2 separate regions of the Rattus norvegicus genome follow, and region 1 is linked to region 2. The links are chromatin contacts, called in public Hi-C maps. All regions are on one chromosome and are shown on one strand. The core of a region is the stretch at or near the end of the contact, and the rest is flanking DNA. Distances in the headings are between cores, read along the strand shown.

Region 1 (2,700 bases), core at 3-2,502, 51 kb before region 2:
TTTTGTTTTCTAGTTGGCAAGTTTGCTTGTGAAAGCTAAGGCAAGGTGTTCTCTTGGGGAAAGGAGCGAAGGAGTGGGATAAAACACACGCGATCTGATGCTAACACACACAAAGATACTGTACACTGGTTGGTGTTAAGGTGACTCTCACTTCTGTTGGAATTGGCTGTTTTTCCTCCTTACTTCCTTCAGTGGACTTACAGTCGATCCTAGCAAAAATCGCTAGAAACCTCTCTGTGCGAAAGACACACCACCAACCAGGAGTCCCGTGGAGCTTTGGTGAGTTAAACTTTCTACGACCTAGCTGGCTAGTGGAACTAAAAAGCCTACTTAAATCAGGGGAATAGTGGAGAGATTTCAAATCCTCAGAATTAATGGAGAAGTCGATTCGGTTCAGAAGTCCGGTCCTGGTGGTCTGGGGGAGGGAAGCTTCACCGGATCTCAGGACTTCCAACTCAAGGCACCCTGCTGAGGGCGCTCCGACTCCCGTCTAGCCTGTCCCTGCAGGCTGCAGATAGTCTCCCAACTCCCGAGCAGAGCACAAGTAAGTTTTGTCTCACCACCTGAGGAGTGTTAAGAAACAGTCGCTCCAACCAACTGGTTCAGCCCAGAAAATGTGAGTACATTCTGGTTTACTTTCTTTTCGTTCACAACGAAAATGGAACCGATTCCTGTTTGGTTCAGAGCGGGCTTTGGGTCAATGACTCTGCTTTTCCCAAGACTACAGATAACTTTGGAAATGGACCAGAAACAATACTTTCTCGGGTCCTTATCCCTACCCCAGCAGTGGAACCCGCATACCGTGGATCCCACTAACTTCAAGTTAAGGTGTGAGACAGACCCACGGAGAAGGATTCCCGCGTTCCACAGAAATCAAAAGCGAGCGTGGACGTCCTGGAGGCGCCGCGAGCCGAGGCGTGGGCGGTCGGGGAGCACCTCCTGCAGGTCCCGGGAGCTGCTCCGGGGCCAGGTCACCTGACTCCGGGAATTTGGGGCCGCGCGGGGTGGGAGTGGCCAGCACCTCCCTCCTTGAGCCCACGGGATCCAGGTCGGGGGCCGGCGCCCGGCGGCCACGTGGTGGTGCTGCCGTTGCCCCCGCCCTGCCGGCGGAGCCCGGGAGCTGAGCGCCCACTGACCCAGCCTCGGGAGGAGGAGGAGAGGGAGGAGGAGGAGAAGGAGGAGGAGGAGGAGGAAGAGGAGGAGGAGGGACCCAGTGCAGGAAGCCGAGCAGGAAGCGAGCCCGGCAGCCGCGCTTTCCTGGGGAAGCGGCGGGCGGGACGGCCAGCCGGGCCCGGAGCTGAGGCAGCCGCTTGGATGGGGTGAGTGACCGCGCGGAGCCGGGAGGCTGGGGTGCGGGCTCTGGGCTCGGTCCCCGCCTTTGTGTCTGGGACTGCGCCGAGCTCCGGGCGCCGGGAGGAGCGCGGGGCTGGAGTTATGGTCTGGACACAGCTTTGGCCGCCCACTGTCCACGGAAGACAGTTGGGGGTTGGGGAGAGGAGGAATGGGAGGATGGTGGGGCTCTGGCAGAAAGAGAGGTCCGACTTAGTTTGGAAAAGGGGCTCGCCTCCTCTGGCGGTCTGGTGCGGGGCAGTGGCGCGGGGCGTCTGCCGAGGGAGCGCGGGTGGGAATGAATGACCGGATTCGGGAGAACGATGTGTCTGCGCCCCCGGGACAGCCTGTCCCACCTGCGTGCCCTGCCCGGGGTCCGGTACCCCAGTCCTTGCTCCCTGGCTCGACCCACCTCTTGGCTGAACTTGGAAAAGCAGAAGACGGAGGTGGGAGCGGGAGACGCCGGGTGGCTCTAGAGACCCACAGTCCGCTATTGTTCCTTTACGGACTCAAGGGAGCGGGTGAGCTGTCCGGAGGACGCAGGCGAGACCGCCCTAAGCTGTCACAGCCCCCTGTCCCCCACCCTCCTTGTTATTTCCCCCCACCACAGCTCTTAGGAGGGCGGGGAGGAGGATGCTGGAGTTGGGGCACACTCCAAGCTGCTGGGCTTCGGTCGCCATCCATCGAGACCCTCTGGGAGGGCAGGCGGGCATCGTTCTTTCAACTCCTGCTGTCTTGGGCCAGTTTGTGTCCCCAGTTTAGGTTCTGCAGTTTCCAGCGGTTTTTCATTTTGGATTTCGCATCTCCTTCGGTGGTGGTGGTGGCAGTGGGGTGTTAAGTCTGGAAAGGCAACAGATGGGGAGATTAAAGCAGATGGAGCCCACTGTGACTTAAAGAGGCAGGGGTGACCTCACAGAGGCCTGGACTTTATATAAAGCCAGGCTTTCTTTTCCAAGGAGCCCGGCACTGCTTTACTGCCGTTACCAAGTATGCAGATGCCAGGCCACTCACTTCTTACCTGCTGTCTCCCTTCACTCTGGACTCACAGGTAATTTGAGTGTTAGCCGCTTTAGGAGGGATAGCGCGGATCTGCCTGGGACTAGCGGATTGCCCATTGTCTTGGGTTTGAGATCTCAAGGTTGTGAAGGCTGCCTTAGACAGGAACTAGTTTGGTCCCTTAGAGGATCTAGCGTTAGCTCTTTCATCTCCTCTGGGTTTGAACATAATCGGAGAAAGCCTGTGAATCCCAGGGAGGTTAGACTTTGCTTTGTCCCGGGAGTGCTGGGCCCTGTATGCTTGCTTACACGTGTGACAGGAGTCGTTTTGTTTTTGACTGATGGGTTTAATGTTATCTTTTGCTAGTGATAACTT
Region 2 (2,700 bases), core at 10-2,509:
ATTGACTATTAAGTACGTCCTCTCCATGACGTGCTGCTTGTGCGATAATGGCGTACTTGTTTGTTTAGGTCCTGTACCCTTGTGAGGAATGTGCTCTGGGTGTCCAGCTTGCATACATTCCAGCCTGGCACATAAGAATTGCTCAGCAAATCCTTGTCGAACGAATGAATACATGGACGGGTGAATCACAGCTACCTCTGCTATAAATTTAGAATGTTATTGTTCATCTTCCCAGAACTCTTACAAGACCAGACACTTGAAAGGAAATGAGACTTAAAATAATAATAATTTAAAAAAAAGAGTAAAAAAGAATTTCCTGGCAGGAATTTCTGTTTGTATGGTCAGCTAGAGTACAGCACAAGAAAAACAACCACACTTCTTGTTCTGTAGGAATGTGAAGGCTGAAGAACTCTGACCCTGGGGATGCCTGATAGCACACATCTGGAGCTCTTTGTGCCCAAAGGCAGGCAGATAATTTGTATCACAGGAATAGTACAGGGAGGAATAGGTTGATTTAAGTGCCCATGTTTTGAGATATATACAATACAGGCATTTGGATTTTGTTCGAGACTCCCCAGCATGGAGCAGGTCCATTGGAGCTATTGTCCTGTATCTCTGGAATGTGTCATCCTGTCCTCCATCCAGAAAGGACATAGACGGAAGTCAGGATGCTCAATAGCTTTGGCTAGCTTCTAATATGTCTTCCAGTTACCTCTTAGGATATTCTTCCTATAGATACATGTCTACGTTCTCCTATTTCCTAGAACCGTTCTCTGAGAGCGACAGAGAGCATGTGGTTAGATCAGATCCCATAGCTGCGATTATTCTCTTTCTATCTTCTAGTTGCTGGGAATTGGCCCGTATTCCAGGGGAGAGAAGCAGGAAATCCTCTAGGCTTCAGCCTCACACTCCCCTCCTGTGAACAACCAGCTAGTTCATTTTTTTGTAATGGATGAATGATTTCTTATCTGTGGTCAGTATTCCTTAGGACAGCATGCAATTCTTAAAGTTTTGCATTCTCTTTTTTTCCTTTTTGTGTGGTGTGCATATGTGTGCGTGCACATGTTTGTGCGTGTGGTGGTGGTGACTATTCATGTGTGTGTTCCTGAGCGCAGAGGCTTGGGGTTGATGTTTGGTCCTCTTCAACCTGTCATTCGTCTACTTTATTCTTTGAGGCAGAGTCGCAGTCAAACTCAGAGCTTGGTGATGCAATATCATAGCTGCCTTTAGTAGTTCTCCCTGCCTTTCAAGGATGAATTTTGAGTCACACTTGGATTCCTTGGATTCTAGAGGCTGAGCTCCCTTGAGTTAGACATATGACTAGTGCTTTGAACCTCTGAGTTTGTCTTCCCACATGGCCCCTACTCCTTTCTTTTTTAAGTTAGGATCTTACTTACCTACCCCAGGCTTCTCTATGTAACCAAGGATTGCATTTCTCGTTTACCTGCCTCTGTGTTCTCAGTACCGGAATTGGAGGTGTGTGCTATCGTGTCTGGCTTATGCAGATACAGACTGGAGATGACATCAAGGGCTCTGCGGATGCTAGGCAAGGCCTGTCTCAGCTGAGGTGCATCCCCAGCTCCTTCCCATTTCCCTTTATACATCCAGCAACAGATAGAGGAGAGGGGAGGTGAATTCCAGTCACGAACTTAATAAAAGACATACCTCTTTTTCATCACTTGTGAATTAAACTGTGCGTCACCGTGGTTGGTTTTCAGACCGTTTGTTTTAAAGAGTCACCACAAAGAATGTCTTTGAATTGTTCACATGCCTCCAGTTCATGATAAGAAGAATCAAGCTGTATGGAGCACATTTCTTCTTTGCCTCCCTCCATCCTACCAGAGACGAACAGCTCACAGGTAGTCATTCTGAGTCTCGGGACACAGTTAGACAGGCTTTCAAAGAGAAACTGTAGGGCCGTTTCGATAAAACGCACCTTAGTAAGTTGGAGTCTCTCGGCTGTGTGACACAAATCGACTTCCTTCAGCATTATAGTCTTGTGTCCTGCCCTCTGTCTCTCCCACTTGGCAAACCGCCCTCGTGGAATGCAGTGGTTTAATTACTTAAGGAGCCTCAAGGAGGATGTGGGGGTGGGATGCTCACAAATTAAGCTCTGAAGTCCTGAAGCAAGGCCTTATGGGTGTGAGGTCTGATTGCTGTAGCTGGAGGAACAGCCACAGGAAGAGAAAGTGTAACTATTGCTGTGCCACCTGACAGGCTGGGGGTCACCCTGCGTCTTCTCCTCAGCATCCCCTTGTGAATGGGAGCTGTGACCTGTGGGTCTGACGGTAGGAAGGGAGCTATTCTAGACAGCACTGGATGCTGACATTCCTGCTTCCTTAACACAGATCTGAAAAGGGCTGGCTGCCCTTCTTCAGGGCAGTGAACCCACTCCACATTCCTGATGTGATGAAGTTGTTCCCAGATCTGTCACCACCATCGCCTCCAGCTCCAACCTTCAGCTTCTTGGGAGAGAGAAGCTTAGTGTTGGCTGAACAGGGCAGCCTTGAAAGGCAGAGGCACAGGACTGGGAGAGAGCTGAGCTCATCCTTCTGCCTGCCTGTCCCAACTACGGGTGTGGGAGTGGGAACCGGTGGGTAGTAGGACTTCTCTGTTGGCCAGCACTCAATGGGAAGTACAAATAAGCAAGTTAATGGACGTGGCATAGGGGAACCCACGCTCAAAAGACCATAGTTCAAG

What was found. Hi-C and Micro-C count contacts between places; a contact is called where the count stands out from the background.
Region 1: a Hi-C map of the A7r5 cell line shows a contact between it and region 2, with 3 times the contacts expected there. The contact joins the promoter of Rai14 here to the enhancer-like site in region 2. A contact is called at or near these places in 3 of 12 Hi-C or Micro-C datasets (the A7r5 cell line, the Rat2 cell line and Schwann cells).

Annotation. Positions count from the first base shown.
Region 1 is chr2:61,407,605-61,410,304 of GRCr8, reverse strand. It overlaps Rai14 (retinoic acid induced 14), which reads left to right and starts at 1,252. Exons shown (of 18, transcript NM_001399209.1): 1 at 1,252-1,319.
Region 2 is chr2:61,356,145-61,358,844 of GRCr8, reverse strand. The region is part of intron 2 of Rai14 (retinoic acid induced 14); the gene reads left to right. Among named protein-coding and RNA genes, the nearest start is that of Rai14, 52 kb to the left of the region's middle. Within about 2 kb of position 1,259, at least 10 of the 93 cell types and tissues checked have an H3K27ac peak or open chromatin away from gene starts, as enhancers often do. A contact at or near this core is called in the A7r5 cell line and Schwann cells, where this site is marked.